3 separate regions of the Sus scrofa genome follow, and regions 1 and 3 are each linked to region 2. A link is a contact called in public Hi-C data. All regions are on one chromosome and are shown on one strand. The core of a region is the stretch at or near the end of the contact, and the rest is flanking DNA. Distances in the headings are between cores, read along the strand shown.

Region 1 (3,623 bases), core at 837-3,336, 93 kb after region 2:
ATTACTATTGAAGGCAGATATTACTATCGATTTTTACCAAATGAGGAAACCTACCTTGGAAAGGTTAAGTGATTGGCCCAAGGTCACGGGCAACAGAGGGGTTTTTCAGGCTCTGAAGGCCACGTGTTATCAATGGCATCGCCCTGCCTCATTGTGAAATGGAATCCTTATAAGACCCCTGGGCTTTCTTGGAGCAAACAGCATGACTGTCCCAGCAATAGGCTCGAGGGACAGTGGGACCCTCATGACAAAGGTCAGCCTCTAAGAATCTCTCATAATATTTCTTCCAGGGAAAGAGAATGGACAGATTATTGAGGGCAGCCAAGTCTAATAAGTCAGAACACTGTCATTTAAACACATCAACCTCCCAGCAGGCGTGCCCGTGTGAGCAGCTGCCTGCCGGGCACCTCTGCTAAGAGCCCACAATCCTTCTTGCCAGGTCCTCAGCCCCAGCGCCCACCCATCACCAAGGAAGGCGGTGTCCTGGTGCTAACCCCAAGGTCACCCAGGAAGGCTGCAGGGCAGCAGAAACGCAGAGGGCTGAGTCCGAAGGTCCCCTGAACTTCATGTTCTAGGCAGAGAACATTCGCTCTGTCCTGTGGAAAGTCCCCAAGTGCATGGACTAACAATTGAATCCAGCTGGACCTCGGCTAACTCTGGCCATATTTCCCATGTTTCCGTTCCCGTGATCCATCCCTCGACCCTTCCGGATCCAAAAGCGACCTCCTGGGCCTCCTGGGGATGCAACTGTCCTCCCGCCGCCACCGCTCAGATCTGGGGCTGCTCCTTCCTGGGGAAGAGTCCGCCAGCCGCCCATTGTCAGCCCTGAAGCCTTCCTGTCCCAGCCGTGGGGCTCCCTAGGGATCGTTTAGACTGAAGACAATCAACTCAAATAAAGAAGCACAGGCCTCCTCCCCTTGTGGCTAAAATTATCAGAAACTGAGCGTGTGTTGCTGACCTCAGCCCTTCCCTGCCCTGGTCCCAGCAGGGGCCTATGTTGCCCCCTACTCAGGCCCTAGTTCCAGCCCAGGACTGAGAGAGATCCTCTTGCACTGCTCGTTTTTTCTGGCTCCACATCAGGTCATGTAGAGAGTGGTCAGGTAGCCAGGGGGTGCTAGCACGTCTCCCAGGAGGAGTGGAAACCCAGACCACTTCTTTGCAACCACCACTGCCATTGCCAAGGTCACAGCCACCATGAGGCTCCTTCCTGGGTCCCCTTGCCTCCCTCTCCTCTCAGCCGCCGGTCCACAGCCACCTCCAGGCTGGCCCCCTGGTCACCCACGGCGTGTCTCAGTTAGTTGCACTCTTGCTCTTGGATGGGTCTGTATTATTCCATTGCATCCAGAATGCTTCAAGGAAGGAATATCATAGCTTTATTATTATTATTATTATTATTTTGTCTTTTTGCCTCTTCTAGGGCCGCTCCCGAGGCACATGGAGGTTCCCAGGCTAGGGGTCTAATCGGAGCTATAGCCGCCGGCCTACACCTGAGCCACAGCAACGCCAGATCAGAGCCACATCTGCAACCTACGCCACAGCTCACAGCAACGCGGGATCCTTAACCCACTGAGCAAGGCCAGGGGTCGAACTTGCAACCTCACGGTTCCTAGTCGGATTTGTTAACCACTGAGCCACGACGGGAACTCCCGTAGCTTTAGTTTTTAACTCCCCAGAGAGGTGTACTCAGGGGTAGGTCCCCAACAGGAAATACTTGGTGAGCGTGTTGGTAGAGAGTCCGGAAATGCCTGGCATCCATTTGTCCACACAGCGGGCACTGGGAGGAGATACAGCACAGACACCAAGCAGGAGCCGAGACCCCCTGCGGGGCATGAAGCCCCTCACTCACATGATCACCCAGAAGCTTCTCGAGGCTCCTCTATGGCAGGCAGGGCAGGGGTTTTGCAAAAGGGGTGACCGAGGCCCAGGTCATGGAGGTGGCTGGCTCGAGTCACGTGGACCCAGGACTAATTCCCAAGCCCCTGACCACCAGCTGAAGGCCTTCTGTGCCAGCTCTCCTGGCCCCACCTGGTCCAGCTCACAGAAGTTAGCCTGCGATGGGAGCAGCTTTGCGGACACAGAAAGCAAAAGCAACGGTCCCCCCAGAGGGCCCAGCAGGACCCCTCTCTGGACAGCACTCCCTGCGTTGGCCCTACCATGCCCTTCTCTCCCCCAAATGACCTTGTCTGGGATGTGCTCCCTGTCGCTGAGTAGGAAGAAGATCACGGGTCATGGTGTCAGGCAGACCTGGGTTGGACACTCAGTTTGTCAGGGACAGTCACCGTTTACACCTGCTGTCCTTATAGAATAAGACCTCGAGGCTCCTCTTCCCTCTCAAAGTGCCCCGGTCAGCACCACACTGTGTGTCACTTACTGAGGCAGAGGCCTGGCATGTCGGGCAGCTGGTGGGTGGCCTGGTTCAGGACCCATCTAGTTCCATGATTAGACAGAGGAACGGAGAATGAGGTCTCCCCTTGAGGAGGCTCTGGGGGCTGACTGCATCTACAGAGGGATTCTGCAGCCCCAGGAGGAAGCCCTGGCCATGCCTCTAGATACGGAGTCTCAGCTCCCTGGCCGGGCCTGGCATCTGGAGACAGAGGCCTCTGGGACAGAGCCCCCATCTTACACACCTCTGGTGGGTTCCACTCACATCATGGTCTCAGTGCATGGTGTCACCTGGAATTGCGCAGTGCACAGCCTGCCCAGCTGTACAGGGCAGCCAGCCTAAAGTGCCCACAGAAAAGCAGGATTTGGTGAGATCACGTCAGAGGGCTGGAATAAGCAGGCCACAGAGACGCTACCCACACAGAAGCAGCGTAAACCCCCAAGACGGAGGGGACCCAGTCTCAGTCTGAGGGGGAGTACCTTTCAGTGGGTTTAATCCAACTCACATCAGCAAACATTGATGGCGCAACTACTGTGGGCTGAGCTGGACAGTTACTGGGGGGAGTCAGGCACCACCACTGAGGAGCTCCTGGGCCGGGGGGGGCAGGGGGCAGTGGGCAGGCCCCCCTGCCTGTCACACTGAGCAAAGCCAGCTCAAGGAGGTGCAGGATGGCACAGGGCCAGAGGGGGACCCTGGGAAGGTTATGGTAGGCCAGCTCGTTCTGGCTCCAGCACAGAGAGAGTATGGCCGGGGGAGGGGGCCAGGGGGGTGGCATCCAGGACAAGATGGCAGAGGAGAAGGACTTAAACTCACCGTCTCTCACAGAAACATCGACCTCACAACCAACCGCTGAACAGCCATCAGTGAAATAGGCTGGAAACTACCAAAAGAAGATAACCTACACCCAAGCACAAAAAGTACAGCCGGCCACCTGAGCGATGCGGGTGCTGATCAACAGGCCATGGTCTCAACCACAGAGCCAGGCCTCGGAGAGCTGGCTCAGCATTCGGGCTCCTCAGGGCCCTCCTGGACTCTGGCAGCAGCTTGGGGCCAGATCCTGAAAAGTCTTCAATTCCAGGCCGAGGCGTTTGAACTTGATCGTGGAGGAGGGCCCAGAGATGTTTCTGCGCAAAAGAGTGACTCAGTCCGATTCCTTCAGAGCCTGAGAGCTGTGGCCCCTGCTTATGCTCTCCCCCCCCCCCCTCGATGGCTTGCTGGCACATTCTCCAGCGATTTCTCC
Region 2 (3,443 bases), core at 351-2,850:
TGCACACACACACGTACACTGGAGAAGAAGAGGCAAGCTAGCCCTCACTTCTTGGCCCAAATGAGCAAGAAACAAAGGTGGGAACTACTGATTTTGAGAGCCTACTATGTGCCAGGCATTGCATTTGTATAGCAGGCATTGTATGTGTATTGGCGTACTTCGTATACCACGTCTCATTGCCCTGCAAACAGCTGTTATGATACCATTTGACAGACTTAAGCAACTGAAGTCCTCAGAGGTCAGGCAGCTGGTACATAGGGTGCGAGATTCATACCAGGCGCAGGACCCTGCCCTGCCCTGCCCTGCGGAGCCAGGCTCCCCGGGCTGGAATCCTTGTGTTTTCTGTGGTGAAGGCAGGATGATGATAGCACCTGTCTCCTGGGGTGCTTGTGAGGATGAGTGGGTTCACACAGACGTCACGGCCCCATCTGTGTGCCCCACGACGGACGAGGGGGACCTCCTCCCCGCCCATCACGCAGGCCCTGTACCAGAAGGAAGTTAGAGCGAGGAGACATCGGGCAGAGGCAAGTTCAACTTAAATAACAGGAAAAACAGCCCAGAGGGCACTGCCTGCCGCCCACAGGCCTTCCCCTCCTGGTGGGATGTGTGAGGGTGGGCACGGGCGCTGTGTGGCTGCAGGATGGCTGTGAGATCAGCCTAGAGGGGAGTCAGGAGTTGGGCTGGGGAAAGATCCTAGGTGCTCAGGGAGATGGGACCAGAGCTGGAGGTCCTGCAGCTCCTTGGCGCCCGGGAGTCAGCCCCCCTACCCCAGCCCTCCACACTGGCCTTGTCCTAGAAGGGGGTCCGTGGCCCCATGGGAGCCACAGCGAGGTTATGTCAGGAGAAGTCCGTAACAGAGGCTCCTTATCAGCCTGTGCAGCCTAAGGGCCTTGTTGGGCTATATTTGTTGGAACTCACCCTCTCTGCGTTCTGAGTAACCACACATCACTCGCTGCCAGACTGAGATGGGCTCGCATGGTTTGTGCCAGCCTCTGGCTCAGGGACCTGCTTAGCAAAGCGGCTCCTTTTTTGGATAGGAAAATGTTCTTTCGGGTTGGCAAGGGCCACCCTCAATTTCCTGCCCACTCCAGTAGCAATTGTCGGGGGAGGTGCTGACCGTCTGGGGACCCTCTGCCCCCCAGGACCACCCCCAGCTCTACCTTCCTGAATCCGAGGAGAGCTGGGCACCTGTTAGGGATGCCAGTGGCTTTGGACCTTCTGCCAGCCCTTCTTTTGATGACCAGCATGGCAGCAGTCAGTGCTGACACCTACAGCTAACACTTTTTGTGGGCCGAGCCTGGGGCATGTGGAGGTGTTCTCCTGCCAGAAATCAAACTCCAGTGACAATGCTGGATCCTTAACCTGCTGCGCCATAAGAGAACTCCGACAACAAAGATTTGGGAACTTATTAAATGCCAGGAATTGATTAGCATTTACGTGAATAGAGAGTTTCTATTTTCTTTCTTCCTTTCTTTCTTTTAAAAGGTCATGACTCACCAAACGGCTTTCAGGATCCATTGTGGGTCTGGCTGGGGAAATGGAGCCCTCAGCAGCGGGGCGTGGCATCAGGCTCATTCTGTGGATGAGGAAGCTGACGTTTGCAGTCAGTAGCTCATCCAGATTCATTTCTGTCATCAAGAAATGACAGGGTCAGGACTTGATGCCACCCCCCCTACACCCTGTTCCTTGGTGCCAGTCTTCCAGCAGTCTGGGTGGCAGGCAGGGCCCTGGGATTAGCCCCCTTTCACAGATGGGAACATGGAGGACAGAGCTGAGTGGGGACTTGGCCAAAGCCTCATGTGTGGCGGAGCCCGGTCTCGAAGCCAGCGCTTCCCCTTGGCCTCTCCTGGAATGCCAAGGTGGCCTCGTTGACTTCCGCGCAGAGTGCTGCGCAGCCCACCCTTTACAGGAGACTTAGGCTTTGCAGGCATTTTTCTCCATCCCGCGCCCCCAGTTCCTCTGCAGATGCGGCCTCCCTGCTTTGCCAGCCACCCCACCCACCCCACCCGCAAGCGACCGTCTGGGCCCGAAGCAGCCACGTTTCCAGGGGACAGATATCGGTCCTTCCTGCCGTGGCCGCGGCGGGGCGCTGTTGCTCCACTGCGGGGCTGCTGGGAGGGTGGGAGGCATGGGCACAAAGCCTGGCTTTCCTTTGTCTGTTAAACCTGGTTTTGATTAAGGAAAGACCCGCCACTACACCATTGGAAGTGGCTCAAGACAGAAAAAGCCCAGCCCAGCCCGTCACTGCCGCGCTCCCGTGTTCGGGGGTTTTGTGTCTCTGTCCTGGCTGCATCCGCGTAACTGCGGCCGGAGCGCACAGGTCCTTTCATCCTCCGCTTTTGCACGGAATGTCCTCAAGACCGCTCTCCGCGTGGGGGCAGCGTCTTCGTGTTTAACTTTCTATTTTAGAGACTTCACAGTTCTGAGAAAGAGGAAGTTGTCCCATGATAGTTCTGCCTTCTGCTAGAAATACTCTGCTAGAAATATTTTAAATAATCACTCAAATAGTATTCGATTAACAAAGAAACATCGAAAGCCCCATTGAAAGTCCTTCTGTCGTGATGTTCCCGTTGTATTACCAAAACGGGATCGTGTTATGTGCGCCATCTCATACTTTGCTTTTGTTCAGCTTCCATTTCCAGTGTTTGCAGATCAATAAATAAACGTCCACATTCTTAACTCAGTGCTGGTCCCTCAGGCTGAGGGGCTATAAATGACATTGCCAGGCCCCTGCTTGGGGACATTGCTGGTGCTTTCCATAGGCTTTCGCCATTGCAGGCAATGAGGAACTCATTCACGGATGGAGCGTTTACTCTGTGGAAGCTTTTCCTCCAGAGACCTGCCCCAGAATGAGGACCTGCCCCAGAACGGGGTCCCCCAAGCTTCTACTGGGGGTCTGGGTTGGGTCTCCCCAGTGAAGGGGTCTTCGGGGACTCGATTCCCCTGCCTTGGGAAGGGCTCTCTGCTTTTCCAAATGCTGCCCACCCACCAGGCTTGCTACCTGCCCCCCCACCTCTTCCCCCAGTGCCCAGAGAGGGCCCCCCCACCCCACGTCCAGGCCCCAGGTCCCTGAGGACCCTCAGCTTCCCGAGGGACCAGCTAGTTCACTTCCCCGTGAAGCTGGGCTTCCCGCTCTCTGCTCAAAGGAGGGGGAGCCGGCACCCAGGGGCCTGTGCCATGGCCTCGAGTGGTGAAGCTGGACATTTCTTTGGAATATGAACCCCGTGCTTTGTCATAATTATTTATACACATTTTGCTTTATCGTTCATAAAATAACTGTATGTGTTTGAGTAGAAAAGTATTTTGCCTCCTAAATTTGGATGAAATTGCTGCTCTGGGATGAGTCTGTGGTGTTTTGGGGGTTTTTTTAAATTTTTTTTTCTTTCTTTTTTTTTTTTGTATTTTCTAGGGCCGCACTTGCGGCATATGGAGGTTCCCAGGCT
Region 3 (3,422 bases), core at 161-2,660, 67 kb after region 2:
AATCCTCACGGCGGAAGTTCTGCTTCCAGAGGCCCCTTCAACACCTCCACACTCACCAAAAAGAGACCCATAAAATGACTCTCCCCACACAAATAGAAAGACTATTTCTGGACCTAGATAAAGGGTAAAGTGGCAGGGCGCCACGGATCCAAGGAGGGCCAGGCCTGGTTACTGGCAGCCCTGAGGGGACCCAGGGCTGGAGGGCGGGCCAGTGGGGGCTGTGGAGGTGGGTCAGCTCTATGCCAGGGGGGCTGCTGAATCACAGCAGTGCACCCCGCAATGGCCCACCTGAGAGGTGGTGAGCTCCCCATCATGGTGGGAGCCCAAGCGGGACTAGAAAGCAGCTGTTGGAGAGGCTGCAGAGGAGCTCCAGCCCCAGGAAGGGGCAGCACCAGACGGCATCTCCCATCCTTTATTTCCCCAGATTCAATCAGTATATGACCCTTGTTCCCCCGGAGGGGCTGGGTAGCAGCTTCCAATTTGTGCATGGATTCGCCGTCTTAGGGATCCCTCCTCTCCGAGACCAGCCCTCCCTGTCCCCCTCCCAGCTAATTAATAATATTGCTCACATGCAATCAATCACAGGTGTCGCCGTGGGGTGTGACCCGATCCTAAGTGGTTCCACAGGCCCATGCTTCCCAAACTCCACTGGGCCTAAGAACCACTTGGGGATCTGATCCAGCTGGTCTCGGGGTGGGGCCTGAGAGTCTGCATTTCCAACAAGCTCCCAAGTGCTGATGCTGGTCCTGGGACCACACTTGGAGAAACAAGGCTGGGGCTGCCAGGGAGACCTGGAGGGTTCTATGACGGGGTCTGGGGCGGGGTAAGCTCTAAGCAGCCCTCCTGTGCAGGAATTTCGAAGGAATGGACTCCTTTTTCTTTTCTTTTTTTTTTTTTTTTTTTTTTGGTCTTTTAGGGCCACACTGGCGGCAAATGGAGGTTCCCAGGCTAGGGGTCCAATCCGACCTGTAGCCGCCATCCTACCCCGCAGCCACAGCAACTCAGGATCTGAGCCCTGTCTGCAACCTACACCACAGCTCACGGCAACGCCGGATCCTCAACCCACTGCGTGAGGTCAGGGATCAAACCCGCATCCTCTTGGAGGCTAGTCAGGTTCATGAACCACTGAGCCATGACGTGAACTCCTGGACTCACTTCTTTCTGAAGCAGAACTAAGTCTAAGCCCCCTTGCACTCCGCCTTGGGGCCATACCCAGTCTCCCTGCTTGAGAAGCTTAAATCTATTGTAAGAGGGTAACTCCATCTTGGCCTGGAGACCCTGAGCCTTCTTCCCCCTCCCTTGCCTGTGCCTGAGGAACCGCTTTGCCTGGCGGAGCTCTTTATTAGCTCTGGGGAGGGGTGGGGCTGAGGTCCCATCGGAACAGAACTCAGTTCAGGGCCAGCCCAGCCCAGCCAGACTAGACAAAGGTGCCCCCTCCTTCCCACCCCCAGCTGGCTGCTGGCCCGGAGACAGCGCTCTGCAGAGCCCCTCGCTTCTTCCCCCTCTGGGGCTCAGTGTCCCCATCTATACAGTGGAGAGGCAGGCTGAAGGCTCTCTGGGAAGTCTCTGGCTCTGCCCTTGCCCATTGAGGTTTAGGGGGCTCAGAGCAGGTGGGTATGGGGCATTTGGGGGAGTGCTGAGGGGTGGCCCGTGCAGCCAAGGCAGGACGAGCTGGCTCCGTCAGGATGCACGTGCCTTCACAGCCTCTCTCTGCACTGAGGGTTCTCAGATATTTTTAGGAAGGTTGGCGCCTCCCGGACTGTGATGCATTAATGCAGCTGCCAAAGATCAGCATCTTTTGAAATCTCAGTGGGAAGCTGAGAAGGTTGCCGAGCACCAGGAGAGTCCTGGTGTGTCTACCCAGGGCTGTGTGTGTGTGTGTCGGGGGTGGGTGGGGCAGTTAGAGTGTGCAAGGGAGTGAGGTGGGGGGCGGGTAGTGGGCAACGCTCCTGGGAGTGTGCATTTTGAGTGTGAGGGACTTGGTGCCTAGGGCAGGGCTATTTAACTATGATAAAGCGTTCTAGAAAGATCCTCTGTGTTCTAGAAAGATCCTCTGTGTGTGTGTGTGTGTGTTGTGTGTGATGGAGGAAGCCAACTAGGACATTGCGACATCATGAACCAGCCTTCAGGGCCTCTTTGGTCGATTTCAGTAACAATTCGTTGAGGCCCTGCTGTGGTCGGGCCCTGCTGTGGTCAGGCCCTGGGTTGTGAGGCCCATTCATTCACTGCCCTTTCGTCCATTGTGCATTTATTCTGCACATATGTGTGGAGCACCTGCTCTGAGCAGGCCCTGAGCCAGGTGCTGGGGACTGGGGGCCCATCAGACATGGCACCCGTCTCGAGGACCCTGGAGCTGTGGGACAGAGGGAGGCTGTGTGGCAGCTCTGAGCAGCAGGACAGTGAGAGCACAGCAGGGGACAGAGGAGAGCACTTGGCAGAGATGAAGGGAAGCTGGGGTGTTTAGAGCCTGGAGGAGCCAGTGCGGTCTGGGCCAGCAGAGGCCTGGACCACCAGGCTGGGTGGGGTGTTCTGGCTGCTCTCTCCAGTTCACGGCCTCCCTCCACCCCAGCCAAACAGCCCTGTCCTCATGAGGACTGAAAGGGCCTCCGTGCCCCCAACACCATGCCAGGCCCTGTGGCCCCGGCTCCCAGCCTCAGGGTTCCAGCCTCCACTTCCTCTCCTGTCACCATGACACCACCCCCGACATGGCTCCCATCCCCCCGCAGCCCCCAGGGAAGCTCCAGTGTTAAGGGAACAGAAGAGCATGCAGCACTGCCCTCCGGGGGCACTGCCACCTTGGGACCTGCTGAAGGAGGTCGATGGGGGAAGGGCAGAGGAAGAGGGGCCTGGCTCTGATTCTGACTCCACTATCTTCTGCTCTGTCACCCCGGATGAATCCCTTCCTCTCTCTGGGCCTCAGTTTCCTCTTCTGTCCAATGGGTGTGGTATGATCATTTCTTTCCTGCCTGCGCCTCGCTAACATAACAGAGGCCATCAAAACACAGGTCTGTTCCATGCCCGCAGGACACCGCCACGTGGGGGGTTTAGCGTGCCCAGAGGGACCGACCCCCTCCCCACCTCCGCGTGGGTTCCATCACCGCCAGCCTGGAGGCTCTGCTGCCTCTGGCCTGCACTTCCCCACATGCTCTTGGCTGGGGTCCAGGAGGAGCTGGGCTGCCCCAGCAGAGCCCATGCTGGGCCATGGTGGAGGAGTCTGCTCCCCAGGCCTGGGTGCCATCCCAGGTTCTGCCACCTGCTACCCACCAATGGGATTTGTCTCCATTACAATTCGCCAGAGAACCAGAACCAGGAAAATGTCATGTTCGTGCAGATGCCGTAAGAAAATGACAACAGAGGTTTGTTTCTCACTGTTCTGGAAGCTGGAAGTCTAAGATCAGGGTGCCAGCCTGGTCAGACTCTGG

The links. Hi-C and Micro-C count contacts between places; a contact is called where the count stands out from the background.
Region 1: a contact with region 2 is called in a Hi-C map of skeletal muscle, with 2.7 times the contacts expected there. A contact is called at or near these places in 8 of 47 Hi-C or Micro-C datasets (blood, embryonic fibroblasts, epiblast stem cells and 5 more) and 2 of 2 datasets of targeted methods (alveolar macrophages and skeletal muscle).
Region 3: a contact with region 2 is called in a Hi-C map of heart right ventricle, with 9 times the contacts expected there. A contact is called at or near these places in 8 of 47 Hi-C or Micro-C datasets (alveolar macrophages, embryonic fibroblasts, heart right ventricle and 3 more) and 1 of 2 datasets of targeted methods (skeletal muscle).

Annotation. Positions count from the first base shown.
Region 1 is chr3:117,718,700-117,722,322 of Sscrofa11.1, forward strand. No RefSeq gene overlaps it. Among named protein-coding and RNA genes, the nearest start is that of RHOB, 55 kb to the right of the region's middle.
Region 2 is chr3:117,626,456-117,629,898 of Sscrofa11.1, forward strand. The region is part of intron 4 of HS1BP3 (HCLS1-binding protein 3); the gene reads left to right. Among named protein-coding and RNA genes, the nearest start is that of HS1BP3, 19 kb to the left of the region's middle.
Region 3 is chr3:117,693,236-117,696,657 of Sscrofa11.1, forward strand. No RefSeq gene overlaps it. Among named protein-coding and RNA genes, the nearest start is that of RHOB, 81 kb to the right of the region's middle.